Regions from separate parts of the Sus scrofa genome. Here regions 2, 3 and 4 are each linked to region 1. Evidence: chromatin contacts called from public Hi-C and HiChIP or PLAC-seq data. All regions are on one chromosome and are shown on one strand. Each heading gives the region's core, a stretch centred on a gene start, on an enhancer-like site or on the middle of the called end of the contact. The rest is flanking DNA. Distances are from core to core; before and after follow the strand shown.

Region 1 (3,264 bases), core at 235-2,734:
ATGCATTTGGATGATACCATGAGCCCCATACAAAGTGACACTAGTGATGAAAACAGAGAAAAGTCATAACATTACAAGATGAATTAATTATGTGATATGTACCATAGATTGAGGTTAGCAGCTGTGATTGCCATTTCAAGATAAATGAGTCCAATGTAAGGACTGTGGGGAAAAAGAAAAGTAAATTCATCAAGCTGTTGCTGCAGCTACTCCAGTAGGCATGAACACCTTGCACTTTTTGCAAAATGCCTTTTTATCTCATATTGAAAATCCAGCTTTTTTGTGAGTACAGAATTGTTATAAGAAAGATATACCTGTAGACTTCAGTATGATTTGAGAATAAGTGAAGTCTTTATATGACAACTTGAAGTTGAAGGAAAATAAAGCATCTCAAGCTGGGGAACTTAATTCCAGCAAAGGATGTTTTGATAATTTTATTAAGGTTTGGCTTTAAAAACATCAAGGTGACAGGATAAGCAGCTTTTGCTGACCAAGAGGCAGCAAGTGAGTTCCCAGACACCGTTGAGAAAATCATTGAAGGAGAAAGGATAAACAGCCTGAACAGTACTCTATTCTAAAAAAAAAAAAAAAAAAAAAAAAAAAAAAAAGAACATTTGTTAGAAGGGAAGAGAAGCAAACCCCAAGATTAAGGTAGGAAGGAACAGGTTTAACTCTGCTGTTTTGTGCAAATGCAGAACTGCCCTTGTCTATAAAGCTTCTAACTTTCAAGCTTGAAAGTAAAAGGTGAATACCAGTTGCTAGCCTTTTGGTTGTACGACAAGAAAGCCAGGGCAGTGAGAACCCTTTTTCTGGATTAGTTTCATTAATGCCAAGTCCCTGAATTGAGGGAGTACTTTGCCAGTAAGAGACTGCCTTCAGAGTTCTTTTGATACTGGACCATGCCCTGGCCACCCATTACCCCACGAGTCCAACACTGAAAATGTCAAAGTGGTCTGCTTTCCCCAATCACATTTCTCATTCAGCCTAATAGATCAGAGGTTCATAAGGACCTTTAAGGCTTATTATATACAATACTCTATGGAAAGGATTGTCAGCGGTGTGGAGGAAAACCCCAATAGAGAGAACTGGTAAGTCTGGAAAGATGACACATTTAAAGATACCATCATTGTTACAGAGAAAGCTATGAAAGCCATCAAGCTCTAAACAATAAATTCTAGCTGGATAAAATTATGCCTGGATGTACATAACTTTATGGTATTAAAGAGCCATTTAAGGAAATCATAAAAGAGATTGTAGGTATAGCAAGAAAGTGGAGGGTGGAGATGTTCAAGATACGGATTTTGGAGAAATTCAAGAGCTAATAGATACCACACCAGAGGAGTTAACAGAAGATGTTGGTACGTATGAGTACTTCCAAACCAGTGCCAGATGATGAGGAAGAACATGTAGAAGCAGTGCCAGAAAACAGACCGACATGTGACAGTCTGGCAGAAGGGTTCTAATTATTCAAGACTGCTTTTGACTTCTTTTATCATCTGGACCCTTCTATGATATGGGAACTGAAACTAAAGTAGACAGTGGAAGGGTTGTTAATCATGTAGAAACATTTTTAGAGAAATGAAAAGGCAAACAAGTTTGACACAAATTAAAATGTTTTTCTGTAGAGTTAAAGTTTGCCTACCTCTCCTGCCTCCCTTCCACCTCCTCCACCTCTGCCGCCCCTGAGACAGTAAGAGACAGCAAGACCAACCGCTCTTCTCCTCCTCAGCCCACTCAGTGTGAAGACAGTGAGGACTGAGACCTTTACGATGATTTACTTCCACTTAATGAATAGTAAATCATCATGCCGTAGAGTTAATAGAACTTACTTGTGTGTGTGTGTAAAAATGTAATAACCGTATGATAAAAACTGTATGAGTATGCCTCTCCCTCCCCCTCCCTCCCTCCTTCCCTTCCCTTTCTCTGTCTCTCTGTTACTTTTTCTTTCTGAGAAACTATGTATCAGCCTATTATCACAGGTAAGTGGTTTTTGTAAAAAATGTAACAGTGTTTCCAATACTATATTATGAATATGATTGTAATACTGTATGTCATGATAATTTTGGAGTTAGGATAAGGCTGATTTGAAGGAAGAGTCTAGCTTTACTCTTTATACCTTTGAGAGCTTTAATTTGTTTAATAAGAGTGTTTTTGTATATTAGTTGTATATTCCTGTTAATGTTCTGTGAGCCAAATCCAATTTTAATTCTATGGTCAATTGAAGTATTTTAGGATGAATGATCTGCCATGAAATGGAAAGTCTGTTTTCTTTCCCCTTTCTCATTTTTGAAAAACAATTTGTCCTTTCTGTTCCAAAAGAATTTGTAGCAAGTAATGTAAATTCTACTTTATCTTAAGGCCTAGAAGTAAAATATTATTGTGCATGTTAGTTTTTGAGAGCTCTCTTTACTTGGAGATTAATTTTATTTTCCATATTGTTCTTTGATACTTACTGAAATTATTTGCATTTTAAGGCAGTTTTTACACCTACATATTACTATTCTGAATTCATCAGTCATTTAACTTTATGCTTATATGCCATTAAATAATAAGAATAGGAGCACTGTTGTGGCTCCACAGGTTAAGGACTGAATGTTGTCTCTAGGAGGATGCATGTTCAATCCCTGGCCTCCTTCAGTGGATTAGGGATCTGGCCTTGCCACAAGCTCCAATGTAGGCAGCAGCAGCAGCTCCACTGTAGGCAGCAGCTGCAGTTCCAATTCAACCCCTAGCCCAAGAACTTTCATATGCTGCAGGTGTGGCCATAAAAAGAAAAAAAAATAAAGAATGATAGTTAGAGATATCTAATGGCATATTGGGTTGAGGATTCAGCATTATCACTGCAGTGGCTTGTATTGCTGTTGTGGTGCCAGTTTGATACCTTGGCCCAGAAACTTCCATATGCTGTGAATGCAGCCAAAAAAAAAAAAAAAAGAAAAGAAAATAAGAATGATAGAAATGAAGTGATTTCATTCTATATATATGGGCATGTGTATTTAAATATGTATATCTGTTTGTGTGTATGTGGTATAATATAAAATCCCCTAGAGATTTGGGTTCTTCATAGTTTTTTGTTGTATCTTATACTATATGTATAATATAGCTCAATTTGTTAGCATTTATAAAATAAATACTCCAGTGTTATGTTTACTCCAAAATTTTTTAGTAAATCTTCTCTCTCTTTTTAAAAAAAATTCAGGCTCTGCTGGTTCTTCATCAGTTAGATAGCATTGATTTGTGGAATCCCGATGCTCCTGTAGAAAC
Region 2 (3,264 bases), core at 314-2,813, 190 kb before region 1:
TGGGAACCTCCATATGCTGTGGGTGTGGCTCTAAAGGAAAGAAAGAAAGAGAGAGAGAGAAAGAGAGAAAGAAAGAAAGAAGGAAAAGAAAAAAAAAAGTGAATTCTTTAGGAGTTCCCATTGTGGTTCAGCAATAATGAACCTGATTAGTAGCCATGAGGACGCTGGTTCGATCCCTGGCCCCACTCAGTGGGTTAAGGATCCTGCATTGCTGAGAGCTGTGGTGTAGGACACAGATGTGGCTCAGATCCCAAGTTGCTGTGGCTGTGGTGTAGGCCAGCTGCTGTAGCTCCAATTCGACCCCTAGCCTGGTAACTTCATATGCCATGGGTGCGGCCCTAAAAAGACAAAAAAAAAAGTGAATCCTTTAACATTTGACAATGTCTGTGCTAATGCTATCAGAATTCACTGATGGGATTTAGAGGCACGGGTTAAACCATATCCCTCGTCTAGGGCTGAGTTCTAAACTACTGAGACTTAAAGGAGTAAAGCAGGTGTTGGTTGCAATATCCCCTTCATAGCTGATTGAAACAAGGATGGAGGCTGTAGATTTAGGTGAACTGGGCAACAACCAAGTTCCTAATAAACACCCTAGAATTAGGCATTCCCCCCAACCCCAGTCGGAAGACGTACTGGAAGCCCTGAGCCTTGCTGCAGGGCTCGCTCCTTTACAACTATGTTTGCAGCTGGCCAGCTGGCAGGAGACCCCACTGGAAGGAAAACAGGAGGCGAGGCTTAGACAGCCCTCCCCAGCCTGCCAACCCACCTCCTCTTCCCAAGAGAGGCTTGTGAGACAGGGCGAGAAGCCAGGAGGGTGTGACAAGTGGAAAGTAGTCTTTCCCTGACCCCTCAACTTATCTAGATTATACATTTCCCTTTCTTCCTCCAGGTTAATTCTCTTCTCCGTGTTGTAGATGATATGTCCATTACAGTCCAGTCCTGCCTGCATTCAGAGTAGGAGCATAACATGCGTTCACCTCTTTTCTTCCCCCTCCCCACTCAAACCATCTCTCAATGAAGGTTGGGAGAAATGAACCTTCCCTTCCTCCTGGAACATATTCCGATTTCATTTCTCCTTGAGATTGCTCAATTTCCTTTCCTGTGTTTGCAGTTTCCCCAAGCATGTGACTTGCATTTGGCAACTCTTATCCTGGGGCTGTGGGATAGTGGAGTTTTTATGGCTCACACATCACATTTTTGCACCATGAAGTCGAATTTTAGTTTGATCCACCTGTGCCCTGTCCCTGCTGAGGGCTCTCCTCTCTCTAGCAGCGCCAGGGCCAGTCCTGTCTTCCTTGTGCCCCAGTTCCAGTAGCTGGGGGACATTTCTCTCCCTCTCTGTCCCCACTCTGCACCCCCGCCCCTTTTTTTGGCCAGCCAGCATCTCTTATGTTAAGAGGACTCTCCACTTACGGTTTTATTAAGAGGAACCACCTGCCTCCCACTAGAGAAACTGAAAATGTTACCCTTTCTCTTTTCCACCCTCCCCGTTGCATCTAGATCCTGGGTGTATAGTCCAAGGCTCACCAGTCAGAGGGATCTGCGCATGGCCTGGGCAAACAGGGGCCAGAGGGTATCCACTCTCAGGGGTGGAGGGCGTGGCCAGATCTGGATTCCTGGCACAGTGGGGGCGGCAGGAGCAAACTGTGGCACACACGAAGTTTCCGTCTGGGGTGGTGTTCCTGTCTGTGTAGCTTTGAGCTGAGTTCTCAAGCGTCCTGATGGCTCCGTGAGCTGCCCATTAACCTTTTTAGACACTTTCTTCTTAAGTCAGTTATTCCATTTCTATGGCTTCTAGCTGGGAACTGTGACAGTTACACAGTAACTGAGTCCCTGACCTGTCCTCCCAAGCCTGACTTCTTCATCAGTTCCTACTTGAAGTGAGAAAAGGGACACAACTGCATCTCAGGATGGATATTAATATACTCGCATTGTTCTCTTATGTGGGGGAGGCTGTACTTGGAAATTGCTCTCAACCCAGAGTCAAAACCGTGTGCTTTAGCCTTCATTTTGTCAAAACTCACCTGGTAACCTTAGGCGAGTCATTACACCTCCATGGATTTCCCCACTTTTCAGATGGTCTAGGAGAAGATACCAGTAAACGATGCCACATTTCTACATGTTCCTGAGCCTGTGTCTCATCACAGTGCCTCTGTTCAATAGGGTGTTTTTGGTTTATCCTGTAATAACCTGTAATTACAGTTCAAGCAAGAAAGCTTGATGAATGATTAATTTTCTTGCTCTGTGCCTGTCCTGGTTTCCAACCCCAGACTCAGATATACCCTAGTTTTTGTTTGTTTGTTTTTTGACTTTTTAGGGCTGCACTTGCAGTGTATAGAAGTTCCCAGGCTGGGGGGTCGATTTGGAGCTATAGCTTCTGGCCTGTGCCACAGCCACAGCAATGTGGGATCCGAGCCACGTCTGAGACCTACAACACAGCTCTCAGCAACACCAGATCCTTAACCCACTGAGTGGGGCCAGGCATCCAACCTGCGTCCTCACAAGTGCTCGTTGGGTTTGTTACCATTGAGCCATGATAGGAACTCCCTATCCTAGCTTTAAAAGCCCAAGAGCTGGAACTCTGCAAAAGAAGAGTTAAAATGTGTGTATTCCAACTATGCATAGGGACTCGGTCTAGGAATCCTCTTTATCTGGGATGGTGATGGTTTATGAAATCAGTCTGGGCTTGGGGCTTGAGTCCTGTCTCCAAGTAGTCCTGAGCAAGGACAGCATACAGGTTCCCACACACTGCTTCTTGCTGCCAACTAACAGGTTGGGGCTGGCCTTCCTTCAAGAAGGTTGTTTCTCAGGACCAGAAGCCATGTCTTAGGTGGATTTCATGTCCCCTCTTGCCCCCCTCACTCTGACTTTTAGGTCCCTGTATGTATGTAGAACATCTCTGTGGGATCACCAAGAAAGCAACAGCGTAGGGGCTTCAGGTAAGACTGATGCTGGGAGGAAGTGAGAGACTTAATCTTCTCTGTCTACTCTTGAATATTTGATCATGAACACAATGTAATTATTTTATACTGCTTAAGAAAAAAAAAAACTCGCATCTCCATTTTTATTTCATTTCGTGGCGGTACGCTAATGTATTTGTTCAATCCTCTCTTTGGGGACATTCTGATTTCTCTATCTGGTTAGGGATTATTACTTCTCTTCAACCTGGGAATGCCTCCCAGAGGAGGTGACGTCTGACGAATCAATAGGAGTTAAGTCAGGTGAGGGAAAGGTATTTCAAGCAGACAGACGCATCATGAAGGT
Region 3 (3,264 bases), core at 483-2,982, 170 kb before region 1:
ATCCAAAATGGACAAGACATATGTTCACAAATGCTTTCAAAAGAGCAGCAGGAAGAGTTCCCTCTGTGGCACAGCAGGATAAGAATCCAACTGCAGTGGCTTTGGTTGCTACAGAGGTGCGGATTTGATCTCTGGCCCAGGAAATTTCATATGTGCTGCAGGTACGGCCATAAAAATAAAATTAAAAAAAAAAAAGCAGTAGGACATCCACATTCCAATACTTTTTTTGCTTTTTGTGGCTTTGTTGTGCCTTATCCACAATAAAGAGTGTTCTTAGGAGTTCCCGTCGTGGCTCAGTGGTTAATGAATCCTATTAGGAACCATGAGGTTTCAGGTTCAATCCCTGACCTCGCTCAGTGGGTTGAGGATCCAGCGTTGCCAAGAGCTGTGGTGTAAGTCACAGACGTGGCTCGGATCTGGTGTTGCTGTGGCTGTGGTGCAGGCTGACGGCTACAGCTCCGATTAGATCCCTAGCCTGGGAACCTCCATATGCCTCAAGGTGCGGCCCTAGAAAAGACAAAAAGAAAAAAAAAAAAAGAGTGCTCTTAAAACTTGGCAGCTAAATTGACTCTGTGTGTGTGTGTGTGTATGCACGCGTGTGCGTGCGTGTATTTAAACATTTCACAAGCATGTGCTTAGCACATTTCTTTAAGAGGAAACAAATCTTTGTCAATGAGAAACTGAGAGTTTGATGCCTCCCTGAGTTAATGAAGTTGACCCAGGCCGTCTTTTGCTGCAATGAGAGAGGGGAAGTGTAAGCGTTTCCCATTACGTTATTAGAGCAGAAGTCACGATGGGGTGCTCTTAAGAAAGAGCTAAGGGACGGATTCAGGAGTTTTGAAATTCTTTAACCAGAGCAGTGCTACACTGATCAGTTTTATGACTATTTGCTCCCATCAGGAAGTTTTTGTTTACACAAAGTTTTTGTTTTTTTGTGGTTTGGTGGTTTGATTTATTTGTTTATTTGTTTATTTTTGGCCATGTCTGCAGCATGTGGATGTTCCTGGGGCCAAGGATTGAACCTGTGGCATTGCAGCACCCCAAGCCACTGCAGTGACAACATTAGACCCTTAACCTACTGCACCACAAGAGAACTCCCTACACAAAGTTTTCTTTGTGGCTGAAAAGTATTTGCAGAATATGGATCTAGTCTCAGTCCCTAATTTTACATATGAGGAAAGTGAGGCTCATGCAAGTGAAATGACTTATCACTCAGTTAGAAGCAGATCCAAGAACAGAACCCAAGGACTTGCAGTGGTCAGGGGTCATGGTTGTCCATTATAGAAGCCAATTCTGGATAAATCGAGCAAAGTTTCATAGGGACTGTCAGAATTTATAGGACTCTGAGAATCAGATTTGGAAATATCAGGAATATCAAGAGCCCTCTGGAAGAATTCCCACTGTGGTGCAGTGGGTTAAGGATCCGGCATTGCCACAGCTGTGGCATAGGTCACAGACGTGGTTCGGATTCAACACCCCACCACCACCACCAAAAAAAAAAAAAGGCCAAAACTTGGACAAGGTTTGAAGAAACTCTAGAAATTGTCTCATAACCAGAGGAGCCTCTTCAAAATACGGATGCCTCTTCCACCTCAGCTGCCGTGGATGGCGCCAGCTTTCCCCTCTTAGTCTCCTGTCATTTGTTCAAGATTCAAAGTCCCAGGAGAGAGTAACCGGTTGGCTGAGCTGAAGTCACGCACTCTTGCTGCAGCTGAACTGGAGCCAGGAGAGGCCGATCCCTTGAATTCCCATGTGCGAGCGTCACCACAATCCCCCACCCACAGACAGGGAGGGCTATGCCCCAAAGGAAATGTGGGGTACTATTTAGGGAGAATGGATGTGGGCAGACCGTGAGGCAACCACAGGGAGCCCGGTGGTGTAGAGCGGATCCTGACCACATGGATAAATTGCCCCAAACAGGAAGGGATGCAGCAGGGAGGAAAAAAATCTTTGTTGATGTTTAACCTGACTCTGACCTTTCCCAGGGTGAGCTTCTTTCCTGCTGTTACATCCTCGGTTCAGTTGGGAAAACCCCTGACAGCTGTCTCTGCAGTCCCCCAACTCATCACCAACTTGAAACTAGTTGTTTAATAATCCTACACCCACTCGGAACAATGGCTGTTTTAGAACATTATTTCTCTCGGAACTTCCATAGGCTACAGGTGTGGCCCTAAAAAGGAAAAAAAAAAAGAAGAAGAATAAAAGAATATTATTTCTTTAATATGAAGATCTGGGTTGTTCCTGGCATGGTTCAGTTGTTAACAAACCCAACTAGGATCCATGAGGTTGCAGGTTCCCTCGCTCAGTGGGTTAAGGATCCGGAGTTGCTGTGGCTGTGGTGTAGGCCATCAGCTACAGCTCTGATTAGACCGCTAGCCTGGGAAGCTCCATATGCCACGGATGCAGCCCTAGAAAAGAAAAAAAAAAAAAAAAAAAAAGAAGAAGAAGGTCTGAATCCAAAGTTAGGATAAAGAGATTTCTGGGTCTTTAGAGAAGTAATGACAAATCTATCAGTCAGGGTTTCCAGAGAAACAAAACTAATAGGATGTGTGCATACAGGCAGACCTCAGAGATATTGGGGGTTCAATTCCAGGCCACTGAAATAAAGCAAACATTGCAATAAAGTGAGTCAAATGAGTTGTTGGCTTTCCCAGCGCATGTAAGTTATGTTTACTCTGTGTATCAAGTGTGCAATAGCATTATGTCTTTTAAAAACGATGCAGCTAACTTTATTTATTTATTTAGCCTTCTAGGGCCACACCTATGGCATATGGAAGGAAGTTCCCAAGCTAGGGGTCAAATCACCACAGCTCACCGCAACACCAGATCCTTAACCCACTGAGGGAGGCCAGGGATTGAACCTGCGTCCTCATGGATACTAGTTGGGTCCGTAACCACTGAACCATGCCAGGAACTTCCTAGGTACCTTAATTTTAAAAAAATTTTTTTTGTTTGTTTTGTTTTGCTTTTTATTGAAATAGAGTTAATTGACAATATTTTCGATGTACAGCAAAGTGATTTAGTTATACATATATATTCCAGCGTTTCATCATGTTTTTGCCGATGGAGGGTCTTGCCGGGATGTTGTTGGCTGTTGACTGATCAGGGTGGTGGCTGCTGAGGGTTAGAGTGGCTGTAGCGATGTCTTGAAATAAGGCAACAATGATGTTCTGTGTATCAATCGACTCTTCCTTTGAGGAATGATTTCTCTGTAACATGCAATGCTGTTTGATAGCATTTTATCCACTGTAGAATTTCTTTCAG
Region 4 (3,264 bases), core at 549-3,048, 160 kb before region 1:
ATACAATTTACTATCTAGGTGTCTATCATCTACCTATCTATCCATATAATCTGTACATGTATTTTTCTGTGATGAAGATAAAAATAATTTGAAAGCCCAAATTAAAAAAAATAAATTTAAAAAAATGGAGATTGTTTTAAAAGCCATTCTTTGAAGGTGGTTTTGAGGGTTACAGGAGACAACAAATGTGAAATACTTAGCCTAGGAGGTCCTGTTGTGGCTCAGTGGGTTAAGAACCCAACTAGTATCCATGAGGATGCAGGTTCAGCCTCTGGCCTTGATCACTGGGTTAAGGATCCAGCATTACTGCAAGCTGTGGCAGAGGTTGCAGATGCAGCTCAGATCTTGAGTTGCTATGGCTGTGGCGTAGGGCGGCAGCTGCAGCTCTGACCCCTAGCCTAGGAACGTCCATATGCTGCAGGTGTGGCCCTAAAAAGAAGAAGAAAAAAAAAAAAAAAGTCTTAGCGCAATGCCTGGTACATGGCTAGTGCTCAGCCTGGTAGCCAGCCTTCAAGATGAACCCAAGGATTCTCATGCCTACATGCGGTCTTTTCCCACAGCTAGGACTACAGAAACGACAGGCCGGGACTTCCGAGGCAGGTCAGAAACGACATTTCGCAGCTTCCTCCTTGCTGTCTTTCGCAGATCCCTTGCTGTGGTGGAAGCCAGCTGCTACATCATGAGGTCAAAATTCAGAGAGTCCACGGAGAGGCCCACAGTAGGGGAACTGAGGCCTCCGGCCAGCAGCTGTGTGCAGGGCCATCTTGAAGCAGATCCTCCAGCTCCAGTTAAGTCCTCAGAGGACTGCAGCCCTGGCTGGGATCTTGACTCCAACCTCATGGGAGATCCCAAGCCAGACCCACTCTTGCCCGCCTCTCCTAAGCTCCTGCCTCCCAGCAACTGCATGAGGTAATAACTGTTTATTGTTTTAGGCTGCCACGTTTTGCAGTAACTCGTATGCAGCAATAGATGAACAAAATGCCCAATAAATCTATCGTCATTATTATTATAAAGCACTTCCTAATTTTGCTGAAATCCACCTTCTCATAATCTCCACCCTCCCTTCCACTTCCGTTTTTTTCAAGCCACATAGAATATAATCTTTCTTCCTCATAGTCAAAATGTTCAGTGACTATTTTCATGCCAACCGTTTTTTTCTCCATTTATTTATTTTTATTGAAGTATAGTCGGTTTACAATGTTATGTTAGTTTTGAGTGCACGGCAAAGTGATTCCGTTGTACATATATATTCATTTTCAGATTCTTTCCCCTTACAGGTTATTACAAAATATTGAGTATAGTTCCCAGTAGGTCCTTGTTGGTGAGCTATTTTATAGACAGGAGTGTGTATCTGTTAATCCCAAACTCCTAATTTATCCCTCCTCTCCTTTTCCCTTTGGTAACCATAAATTCGTTTTCAAAGTCTGTGGGGCCACTTCTGTTTTGTGTATGAATTCATTTGTATCTTTTTTTTTTTTTTTTTTTTTTTTAGATTCCACATCTAAGCAATATCCTATGATATTTGTCATTGTCTGGCTTACTTCACTTAGCGTGATAATCTCTAGTTCCATCCTTGTTGCTATGTACATTCTTGCCAACGATTTAATTCATCAGACCTTTGCTGAAGAACAGTCACTGTGCCAGGCACTAGGGTTGCAGAGATAAGTAGGGCAGGGACTCTGCTCAGCCAGTGTCCCTGCAGGTGAGAGGCGCTGTCATGGAGGGACCTGGCTCCCAGATGCAGGAGGAGGGGGTGCCCACGGAGGCATGACTGCTTTGACTCAGACAGCTGAGGGCAAGCTTCTCAGAGAAAGCGGTGGGAGCAGAGGCCTAAGGGATGAGTAGGAGTTCACCAGGCAGACGTAAGGAGAAGGGCTTCCACGCAGAAGGTGCAGACAGCAGCCCCCCCTCCCCTCCCCCTTCCACCTAAGCCCCTTCTCCTCCTGGGTGCTCACCTCCGTCTTTGGCACAGTCTTGAGTCCCACCCCACCCCCCAGTCTTAGTAATTCCCCTCAGGACACACCCTTTCCCTCCACACCATGGGGCATCCAGACAGAGCCAAACCTCCTCCAGGGTGGTCTGACCAGCATGGGGTAGAGTCAGCCATGCCCTTTCTTTTTCTGGAAGTTCCACTGGGTCCAGGCCTGCCTGAGGTTTTCTTGGCACCCACATCTCCAGCTGACTCACGCTGGGCCTATAGGCGTCTGGAGTGCGAAGTCGCTTTTCACACGTGCTTCTGTTAAACCACGTCTCCCTCAGCTCTGTGCTTCTGCTGTTGTTTTGTTTTTACACTCTTTCATGGGTATTTTGAAATTCGATAATTTGATCTACACAAACTGCTAATCTTGGCTCCCAGTTGGCAGGGGCCACGTGGAAGCGGACTGGGCCACAAAAACTCACTTGGGAACACGCCCTGGAAACAGAAACCCTCTGTCATTCTAAGGCCATTGTGGTTAGGGGTGATTCAGACTCACTGCAGCTCCAGCCAGCCTTCAAAGATCTCACCGGATAAGAGGCTGTCTCGGATTTGGAGATGCCTTCCATGAGGGCAAGGCCCCGGGGGGCGGGGGGCTGTGAAGCTTTATAGGAGCAGAGCGCAGCCGGAAGGAAATTGGAAGGGGATGTTTGCCTGGTTCCCCACGCTTCCCACCTTCCCCGGACAGGGAGAATCGGGCCATTGTCTAGGTGGAACGCTTGGCTTGTTGATCTTCTTAGGCCCAGCTTGGAACAAGGTTTCACTCAGTTTTTCTTCTACCCCAAAAACGACCACAGGAAGGGGCTGACCTGCCTTTGGCAAGTGTTCAGTCCACGTTCTCCTTCTCCGTTCCTCTGCCTCTTTCCCCAACCACTGGCTTCTAACGGAAAATAAGACGAGCAAGCTTCCCCTTTGGCCCCATCACAAGCAGTGCTCAGTCATTCATTCATTCAACTAGTATTTATTGAGTAACTACTATATGCCATTGTTTGAGGTGCTGGCGATCTAATGGGAAAGACACCTGGTGTCAAAAGGTTGCAGTTCTGGGAGGAATCTCAGCAGATAAGAGGCAACACAGAGGAGATGGGAGCGCATAAAAGAGGCATTTAACCCGGATTGGGATGAATTAGAAAAGTCTTCAAGGAGAGGAGACGTATAGGCTGATCTTAAAGGTAGAGCTAAATACCATGGAAGATAATCATTACTATTATAGCTTTTATGAAGCATCTGCTCTGTGCCAGGCCCTGTGTTAAAATCTTTACATATATGTTATTTCTTGTTAGTCCTCA

What was found. A called contact is a pair of places that touch in the nucleus more often than the background predicts. HiChIP or PLAC-seq counts read pairs in DNA pulled down with a chosen protein or histone mark.
Region 2: an H3K27ac HiChIP or PLAC-seq map of alveolar macrophages shows a contact between it and region 1. The contact joins two enhancer-like sites. A contact is called at or near these places in 1 of 47 Hi-C or Micro-C datasets (embryonic fibroblasts) and 1 of 2 datasets of contacts at active chromatin or transcription factors (alveolar macrophages).
Region 3: a Hi-C map of alveolar macrophages shows a contact between it and region 1, with 2.8 times the contacts expected there. The contact joins two enhancer-like sites. A contact is called at or near these places in 1 of 5 promoter capture datasets (liver), 17 of 47 Hi-C or Micro-C datasets (alveolar macrophages, embryonic fibroblasts, epiblast stem cells and 9 more) and 2 of 2 datasets of contacts at active chromatin or transcription factors (alveolar macrophages and skeletal muscle).
Region 4: an H3K27ac HiChIP or PLAC-seq map of alveolar macrophages shows a contact between it and region 1. The contact joins two enhancer-like sites. A contact is called at or near these places in 4 of 47 Hi-C or Micro-C datasets (embryonic fibroblasts, epiblast stem cells, fibroblasts and 1 more) and 1 of 2 datasets of contacts at active chromatin or transcription factors (alveolar macrophages).

Annotation. Positions count from the first base shown.
Region 1 is chr12:43,638,206-43,641,469 of Sscrofa11.1, reverse strand. It overlaps NF1 (neurofibromin), which reads left to right. Exons shown (of 59, transcript XM_021067460.1): 15 at 3,200-3,264. Among named protein-coding and RNA genes, the nearest start is that of OMG, 71 kb to the right of the region's middle. Within about 2 kb of position 1,484, at least 6 of the 83 cell types and tissues checked have an H3K27ac peak or open chromatin away from gene starts, as enhancers often do. A contact at or near this core is called in alveolar macrophages and retroperitoneal adipose tissue, where this site is marked.
Region 2 is chr12:43,828,325-43,831,588 of Sscrofa11.1, reverse strand. No RefSeq gene overlaps it. Among named protein-coding and RNA genes, the nearest start is that of WSB1, 55 kb to the left of the region's middle. Within about 2 kb of position 1,563, at least 28 of the 83 cell types and tissues checked have an H3K27ac peak or open chromatin away from gene starts, as enhancers often do. A contact at or near this core is called in alveolar macrophages, where this site is marked.
Region 3 is chr12:43,812,164-43,815,427 of Sscrofa11.1, reverse strand. No RefSeq gene overlaps it. Among named protein-coding and RNA genes, the nearest start is that of NF1, 60 kb to the right of the region's middle. Within about 2 kb of position 1,732, at least 27 of the 83 cell types and tissues checked have an H3K27ac peak or open chromatin away from gene starts, as enhancers often do. A contact at or near this core is called in alveolar macrophages and retroperitoneal adipose tissue, where this site is marked.
Region 4 is chr12:43,794,000-43,797,263 of Sscrofa11.1, reverse strand. No RefSeq gene overlaps it. Among named protein-coding and RNA genes, the nearest start is that of NF1, 41 kb to the right of the region's middle. Within about 2 kb of position 1,798, at least 16 of the 83 cell types and tissues checked have an H3K27ac peak or open chromatin away from gene starts, as enhancers often do. A contact at or near this core is called in alveolar macrophages, where this site is marked.